3 separate regions of the Zea mays genome follow, and all the other regions are linked to region 2. The links are chromatin contacts, called in public Hi-C maps. All regions are on one chromosome and are shown on one strand. The core of a region is the stretch at or near the end of the contact, and the rest is flanking DNA. Distances in the headings are between cores, read along the strand shown. Region 1 has its middle 19 kb from the start of LOC103638758. Region 2 has its middle 15 kb from the start of LOC100284102. Region 3 holds the start of LOC100283030 (Amino acid transporter-like protein).

Evidence for each region. A called contact is a pair of places that touch in the nucleus more often than the background predicts.
Region 1: a contact with region 2 is called in a Hi-C map of tassel, with 2.8 times the contacts expected there. The contact joins two enhancer-like sites. A contact is called at or near these places in 3 of 25 Hi-C or Micro-C datasets (endosperm, leaf and tassel).
Region 3: a contact with region 2 is called in a Hi-C map of ear, with 3 times the contacts expected there. The contact joins the promoter of LOC100283030 here to the enhancer-like site in region 2. A contact is called at or near these places in 4 of 25 Hi-C or Micro-C datasets (ear, leaf and tassel).

What each region holds. Positions count from the first base shown.
Region 1 is chr9:102,894,959-102,897,913 of Zm-B73-REFERENCE-NAM-5.0, forward strand. No RefSeq gene overlaps it. Among protein-coding and RNA genes, the nearest start is that of LOC103638758, 19 kb to the right of the region's middle. Within about 2 kb of position 1,548, at least 18 of the 20 cell types and tissues checked have an H3K27ac peak or open chromatin away from gene starts, as enhancers often do. A contact at or near this core is called in leaf and tassel, where this site is marked.
Region 2 is chr9:103,034,604-103,037,364 of Zm-B73-REFERENCE-NAM-5.0, forward strand. No RefSeq gene overlaps it. Among protein-coding and RNA genes, the nearest start is that of LOC100284102, 15 kb to the right of the region's middle. Within about 2 kb of position 1,313, at least 18 of the 20 cell types and tissues checked have an H3K27ac peak or open chromatin away from gene starts, as enhancers often do. A contact at or near this core is called in ear, leaf and tassel, where this site is marked.
Region 3 is chr9:102,853,912-102,856,668 of Zm-B73-REFERENCE-NAM-5.0, forward strand. LOC100283030 (Amino acid transporter-like protein) reads right to left here and starts at 1,478. Exons shown (of 6, transcript NM_001155932.2): 1 at 1,267-1,478; 2 at 153-588. The coding sequence starts at 576.

The DNA of each region.
Region 1 (2,955 bases), core at 298-2,797, 140 kb before region 2:
TGAACACTCATTAGGGTTTTATCTTTATTTTATTTCTAATAAAATTCCCATAGTCTTATTCTAACCTAGAGACCAACTATAAAATTGAGACACGGAAACATTAGATGAACATAACTTAAACAGATGGAAAATAACATAATGAACATTTTGCAATTTGAACCATCCACTTTGGAGTTCATATGACAAAGTAATGAATTTTGGAAGTTTTAGAACTCAAAACCCCTAATTTATACCCATTTATGTGATTAAAATAAAGTCCAGGGGTCTCTCTGCAAGAAACCAGGGGCTCAGGCGAAAGAAACAAGGACGACGGGTTTATTTCTAAGAAGCTGGGGTCTCTTTAACAAAATGACCAGGCGAAGGGGTATCAGGTGTTCTCGGCCATCTGATTGCAGATCAACGGCCGAGAACAGATCCACGAGCGAGCGTGCGGGCGCGCGCGCACTGATAGGTGAGCCAGGGCGGTCAGCGACTCGGGGGTGAGGACGGGTTGATCTGTCGGACCTAGCACCTGGGGCGCAGCGCGACCGACAAGCAGGGCCCAGAGGTAGGGGCGCCAACACGAACCGGTATCCAGAGATCCGTAAGCAAAAAGATTTGTCAGCACAACAATTACAGACTATTCCGGTCACCTGGCCCTTCGCATGATGGGGGCTAGACATGATCGGGCCATTCAATAAAGCTCAGAGAGGATATACACACGTGTTGGTAGCTATTGACTAGTTTACAAAATGGATAGAGTACAAGACAATAGCCACTCTGGCCTTGACCAAGGTGGTAGAGTTCATCCAGGAGATTATCTTTAGGGGTGGGATACCCAACAACATCATCACAAATCTGGGTTCAAACTTCACCGGTGCTTAATTCTTCGACTTCTTTGAACAAAAGTGCATCTAAATCAATTATGCTTCGGTAGCACATGTAATACCCAAAAATGTAAAATGGAAACATAGTTGGATTACATATATGTTGTTACATCTATTTATTATCACATGTGAATAATCACATCAAAAGGGCATTAATTAATTAATGACACCAAAAACAATATGTGCATCATGCTGGGTTTTCATTTTGTGTGCATTTTCTGACAATATAAAAATAATATAAAAAGAAATATAATAATGTCCAAATTGGAATTTGAGATCTAAAAGAAATTTTAGAATTTGAGAAAAGAGAAGGAGATACTAAACAAATGAGGTAAAATAAAATATATAAATAAGAATATATTTCTTTACTCTAAAATTTGAATTGGTACACTTTGATCATTGATGAATCTCTTAACCAAATTTAAGTTCAAATTTGAATTCTAAAAACAAAAAGGGAAAAGAAAATAGAAAAAGAAAAAGAGAAGGGAAGTTTACCTGGGCCCTGGGCGCCAATTCGGCCCACTTCTAACTTCATCGCGCAGCCCAACTAGCAGAAATGTGCGCCGACATGCGGGCCCCACGCTATCAGCGGCAAAACACGTCGCCTGTGATACGTACTGTGATGCTGACATGCGGGTCCAGCCCATCATCCTCACCCACGCCGCACGCCACGCCCACGTTGCGTCTGTGTTGGCTCGCTGTGCGATGGGACCCACCCACCATAGTTAGACCTGTGCGCCTGTGTCTTCCCCCCTTTCTCGCAACGGATGGCACAGATATCGCCGCCATGGCCAGGATCGTGGGCGACCTCCCTCTCTCTCCGAACTGGGACCCCGGGGAATAAATGGGCGCTCCCGTGACCCATTCCTCCCCCAGCTATCTTCTCGCCCACTTGCGCTCGTATTTCGGTGAAACCCATTGCTGCTACCGCGTCGCAAGCTCGGGTCTGGACCGCCGCCGTCGACCGAGTGCCACGCAGCTGCTGTGGCCTGGGAATACCACTCTGGGGGTTCGCCTTATTGTACCGCTTGTGTGCGACCATCTCAGGAGGGCAGAGATCGGCTGATCGTGCCGCAATTTCTCGCCGACGACCACGTTTCCTCGTGGCCCCACCGTACACCATGGTCGGCGTCACCGAGACATCAATCACCAGTAATAAGCCTACCCTGTCCTCGTTATGCCTTCCACATTATTTAGCTAAGCCGAATTAGAAAACGGGCGCGAGAATGCAGGGATTAGCTCCGCCGGTCATGGCGCACCGCCGTGGGGTGGCCATCAGCAGAGGGGATGAGCTCGTGGTCGTTGATCTTCTGCGCAATGGCCGAGATTAGACAATCATGTACCCGTTCGCATGATTGAATCGTGACCGTAGATCTGCGATCCCTGGGCTCGGATTAGATCTGGCCTCATTAAATCGTGACCGTAGATCTCTGATCCGGTGGCCTACGCAACGTACCGCTTTGCCCCTGTTGGTGATTTAATCTGAACGCTCGGTTCCTAATCCGACGGCCCAGATCCGTAGATACCCCTTCGGCCTCGGCAATTTTATTAAAGAACCCATGGGTTTATTGAGTATCAACCTGCAATCCACAGGACTGTTCACTGAGTCTTAGGAAGCTTGCGCAGAGGCCCCTGCCCTTCTCGAGAATTATGCGCGCAGACCAGGGAGTTGGTAAATCAGAGAAATTGATTTGAAAATAGATTTTTAATGTAAAAATAAATGCTAGAACTTGTTTAATTCATATAAAGTTCATACTTAGTCCAAATTGATCCATTCCAGTTTCTATAATTTTGTAATATTATTGTTTATCAAATAGTGCCACTATTTTGACATGAAAGCCACATTAAAATTGATATCTTAATTAATCATGTACAAGGCACATAGAATCTTTGGAAATCCATAACTTAAAATCCATAACTCCAAAATTAATTATTCTTGTTCCTATGATCTTATTTTAATATGTAGATTATTAATATGTATTTTGTTTACATGTTTGGCGTGATGTTAAGTTCCCCTTTATACTATGCTTGTTTGTATTGTGGCGAGTAGAAGAGTAAGTGGCTGAGGATCCTGGTGTTCAGCAAATAG
Region 2 (2,761 bases), core at 63-2,562:
CCGGGACTTAGCCCGAGTCCGAGCCCTGGGTCGGGCGGAGCGGAGTTTCCTATGGTGCCTTTGGCAGGGCCTGAGTGCCTGTCAGTCTCACTCTGTCAAGTGGCACTGCAGTCGGAGTGGCGCAGGCGGCGCTGTCCTTCTGTCAGGCCGGTCAGTGGAGCGGTGAAGTGACGGCGGTCACTTCGGGTCTGCCGGGGGGCGCGCGTCAGGATAAAGGTGTCAGGCCACCTTTGCGTTAAATGCTCCTGCGATTTGGTCGGTCGGTGCGGCGATTTAGTCAGGGTTGCTTCTTAGCGAAGGCAGGGCCTCGGGCGAGCCGGAAATATGTTCGCCGTCGGAGGAGGGCCTCGGGCGAGACGGAAATCCTCCGGGGTCGGCTGCCCTTGTCCGAGGCTAGGCTCGGGCGAGGCGTGATCGAGTCGCTCGAATGGACCGATCCCTGACTTAATCGCACCCATCAGGCCTTAGCAGCTTTATGCTGATGGGGGTTAACAGCTGAGAATTAGGAGTCTTGAGGGTACCCCTAATTATGGTCCCCGACAATGCATGTAATTTATTTCCTTTCATTGCACATTATTTTCATCATAAATTCATGTGCATGCAGCTGGTAACAGATTTTTACGCATTATACCGAATTGCATAATTATCTACACAATGTAGCATATTTAGTAGCAGTATATATCATAAAATGGTCCTTATGATTCTAGCTGTATGGTTGTTGCAGCGATCGTAAATTTATGGAAAAAATAAAGTATTTAAAAATAAAACCCGCCACACATATTTTTCCTAAATTTACGCGTATACAAGGAGACGTGTTTGACTCATGCATGCATTTTCTTTTTTTGCGCGCACAGACGTGGGCACGAGTGATGCAACCGACAGACTGATCCAGTCGGTGCGCTAGGTTGAACCAGGTTGCAGGAGTGATCGATCTGGACTTCATTTAACTATTAAAAGTCTAAGACCCGGTTATATCTACCTATATATATATATACTCGGGGTAGGTGCCTACCGGGGTCCTAGGATCAAATCCCAACAAACTCGGCGGTTATGGTAGTTCGTAACAAATTTCTGTTGTGCCAGCCCCGGGTTCGCGGCGAGAAGATGCACAGGAACGTGAGCCTATCATCGGGGTCCCACACGATGGTGAACGATCTCTTGTGAACGGCGGCTGACAACACGACCCCACGCTCCATGACCGAGCGAACGAACACGAGAGCTAGGATCCGAACGGCTGGTGGCTGATGCCGGCTCCGTGTCACGCCGACATGGGTACGAGCGCACGATTGGGCGTCTGCGCCCGCAGCGCCCACCCGCTCGACGTGCATTGGCGCATGTCCTGGTAGTTGTGACCGGGACACACCCGTGTGGGCCACGAAGCAAGGCTGGCTGTCACATTTTGGAGTGGGCCGTCGCACGTGGGAGTAGTGAGAGGATAACTGGGCTGACGGCGAGAGCAGAGCTAAAATGGGCTGAAGTGAGGAGAGTTGGGCCAAGCGCTGGTTTCTCCTTTTTTTCATTCCTATTTCTCTTTCTTTCCTGTGTTCAATGTCGTACTTCAAGTTTCCAAATTCAACTGGGTTTTGATATTTAAATTCAAACCACATGCACAACTCAAAGCCCGACATGACGCAAGTACATATTTTATTTACTTACTTATTTTTTTTATTTAAATAAATGCTTTTTATAATACATAATTCATAAAAAGGCCAAATAATTAATGAAGATTTATTCCATTACTTATTTTCTGAGTTTCAAAAAAAACTAAAATTGAACATTCAAAGATTAACATTACCATTTATTTGTTTTAGGAAAATAGTTTTTAAAGGTAAGAATATTTTATTAAAAGACATTTTGGTTTAGATCATTTGAAAAGTTTCACTAAATTCCAGAATAGGATTTCAGGGTGTTACATCGGGCAGGGAGATTGAGCGCTCGACCCGGGGAGGCTAAGACCAGATGACCGAGTCATGCGCTGATACCTCGGACAGGGAGGTTGGGCGTACCCGAAGTGCTAGATATTCGGAGACAACTCAGGTTAAGGGCAACTGAATGTCAGATAAGCGTAAATGCATGCTGCGTTAAAAGGAGGATTTAGGTAGAGTTGTATGGCGATCACGACTTGTAAAGGGATAAACCTCTAGTCATCTATATAAGGACGAGGGGTACCCCAACGAATCCATCTCTCATCACATCTCATCTTGTCACCACCTCATAGCCCATTAGCCCTCTCAGAGCAACCACGCCGCCACTAGATCAACAGAACTCACTCTCCATCGCCCACGTCTCATTTATAACTCGAGTACACCAGTGATACTCAAAATACTCAGCCTCGGCAGGAAGTAGGGTGTTACACATTCTAGCGGCTCGAACCTATATAAACCCTTGTGTGATCCGACGTGCATCGACACGAACCATCAAGTCGCAATCAACGACGTCGTCCTGCCCAAAAGCATCACGTGGGTAACCCCGTGGTGAGCAGTCGGGTCATTAACACCGACAACCGCGTACTGTGAACTATACATATTCAAACGTCGGGTTGAATCGAGTTCGGGTCGAGTCAAGGTCGGGTCGTAGACGGGGTTGGGTCGGATTGGCCCATGCCTCCCTGTTTGACGTGTCGGGTCAGGGGGTTTTTCGGGTTGGGTCGGTTTTTTAGCTTTGGGTTGGATTTTTCGGGTTGAGTCAGGTTTTGGGTAAAAAATCATGGCTCGTACCAGGGCCTTGAATTATTGCGGGTCAATAATTACTACAAGAACAC
Region 3 (2,757 bases), core at 228-2,727, 180 kb before region 2:
GTGTCATGATCTCAGGTAAAAAGGACTAAAAAGTATACTGGGCTGAATGAATAAAAAGTATACTGGGATAACTACTCATACCGAGTCATTTTAGTGTGCATCTCAAATTTTCAAAAATAAGATTAGATGTAGAGTGCTGAGTTTAAGAGTACCAATGATAATCATGTAAACAATTAGCACGCCAACATTGTTTATGATGACGGAGGCCTGCAGCGCAATTCTCCCCCACTGCCCGAAAACCTCGCCCATCAGCCACCCATATGATGTAATCTTGCCCTGGTGGCTGCACCTTACAAGCATGTCGATGGATGCCTCTGTGAGCAGTGCCACAAGGATGATCAACAGAATCCCCGGGATGATGCCCAGCATCTTGATACTTGCTGGAAGAGCCATAATTCCAGCCCCAACTATGGTGGTCGACAGATTGAAAACTGCCCCAGAGAATGAAGCTCCATTGAACTCATGAAACCCCTCGTCCTCCTCCACCTTGACTGGAAGAAGTGGTGTGGTCTCATCTCGTATTTCCTTATGCACCGGTTGCTGGTTCCCATTTGAAGATCCATCTCCAATCCCCATTTTTCTGTCCTCCTGGATGTGAAAATTTTTAAGTCAGAAACTTGGTGCAATAAATCACTGATTTGAATAGCCAGTTACAATTGTTTTCTTACTAGAATATTACTATGATGAGATCTAGGTTGCCTTGAGTTATGCACTCTCTATTTTGATTTCCATTTCTATATATTGTTTACTCAGAACAAACCTTCTCATACATGTAATTATGTATGAACAGTGCCTTAAAGCAATGAAATATATAGATCCATTATATGAACAAAACAATCCGATAACACGTCTTCCATTCATAGTCAAACAGTATGCACACAAAAAAACTTCCTGAAACAAAAGTAAGAGGACAGCCAAAGCAAAGGGCCTAATAACAAATCTTAAGGGTACAGGATCGTCTTGGTGTAGATACTAGTTAAGTAGGTCGGCTAAAGCACGCCCAAAATTCATTTTTCCAACACAATTCACATCAACAAACAACTACTCTATGAAACAATACAACATTGCAGATAGCACATAACTCAACAACTCAAACTCAAATGAACAACTTTCATCTACTTAAATTGGCCTCAGAAAAGCCTCGTACAGCCACAAAATCCCGAGAAATGAACTCTCAAATTACCCAATCCTACCCAAGCAAGAATCCTCTCTTCCAAAACAAAACCACAAGGCAAGGAAGACGGGAAAAGAGCCGAGAGCACGCACTTTCCCACAATTCACCTTCCTCTGTCGGTCTGTCCCCAGCCGGATCTCAATCTCGCAAAAGCTAAGAACTTGTGGATGGGAGGACTCTCGCCCTCTCCAGTCTCCGCGCCCAGCGCAAGGGCCCCGTCGCTTTATAGCCAGAAAATGCAGAGCTGCAACCAGGTGATGCAAGCAGACCGACCAAACATTGGATCCAACCAAATCCCCTCACTGTCACGCGCTACAGTTCATCGCCTGCCCACAGCTGTTTCTCCCCGTCGATGTCGACGCAAGAGCCGACTTTGCCTGGCCCACTCCCTTTGGAATCTGGCGAGGGCGAGGTGGTGCTCGTATCATTCAAACCATTATTTTGTATTGTTTTATAAATATTGTATTGTTTTATAAAGATAAGTAAGCTTCTGAAAATCTGATTGGATCATTGACCAGTGAGAGAAGAAAACGAACATGGTCAATCCAAATAACTCCTCCAATGTTTTTATTTTTACATTGAAAGTTTCCTTTGAGGGAAAACGGATCTGATACCCCTAAGGGCCCGTTCGGTTGTTATGGAACGGAGTACCGGAACTATTCCGAACCGGATTACTTCTCTAATTTGTTTAAGTTTTGATCAATAGGAACAATTCTTGGTGCGTTCCTGCAGAAACGAACAGACCCTAAAGGGAGGTGAATAGTCCAATATAAAGTTAATCCAAAAACTAGAATTTTCTTACTCTACTCAAAGTATAGATCACACCGAAATGAAGATCAGCTCGATTAAATCGTAGCGAAATACCAGTCTCTATCTCAAAAGATCTTGCAATTCAAGAATAGTGTATATCAAAGATAAGTAGAGAAGTACAAATAAGAAATCAAACAAGAGACAAGTGACTTATCCTGTGGTTCGACCAAGCCTGAAATGATTGTATACATCTACATTGGAGTTAGCTAACTTGTCTTGGAATCTATTTCAACTTCTTCCTCTGGTTGCTCAGGTTTGTCACTAGGTGACAAATTGAGTTTTCCACTATATCGATGAGGGTTACAATATAGTCGTGGCTATTTGAAAGTCGCCTAGAGGGGGGTGAATAGGCAAATCTGAAATTTATAGAGTTTAAGCACAACTATAAGCCGGGGTTAGCGTTAGAAATATAATCGAGTCCGAAAGAGAGGGCAAAAACAAATCACAAGCGAATAAGAACGCATGACACGGTGATTTGTTTTACCGAGGTTCGGTTCTTGCAAACCTACTCCCCGTTGAGGTGGTCACAAAGACCGGGTCTCTTTCAATCCTTTCCCTCTCTCAAACGGTCACTTAGACCGAGTGAGCTTCCTTCCTTGATTTCCCGGGTCACTTAGACCCCGCAAGGACCACCACACAATTGGTGTATCTTGCTTTGCTTACAAGGCTTTGAGAGTAAGAATAAGAGAAAAAAGAAAGCGAACCAAGCAACAAGAACAACAAAAGAACACAAGTCGATCTCCTCACAAGTCCTAAAAACTAGAGTTGAATTG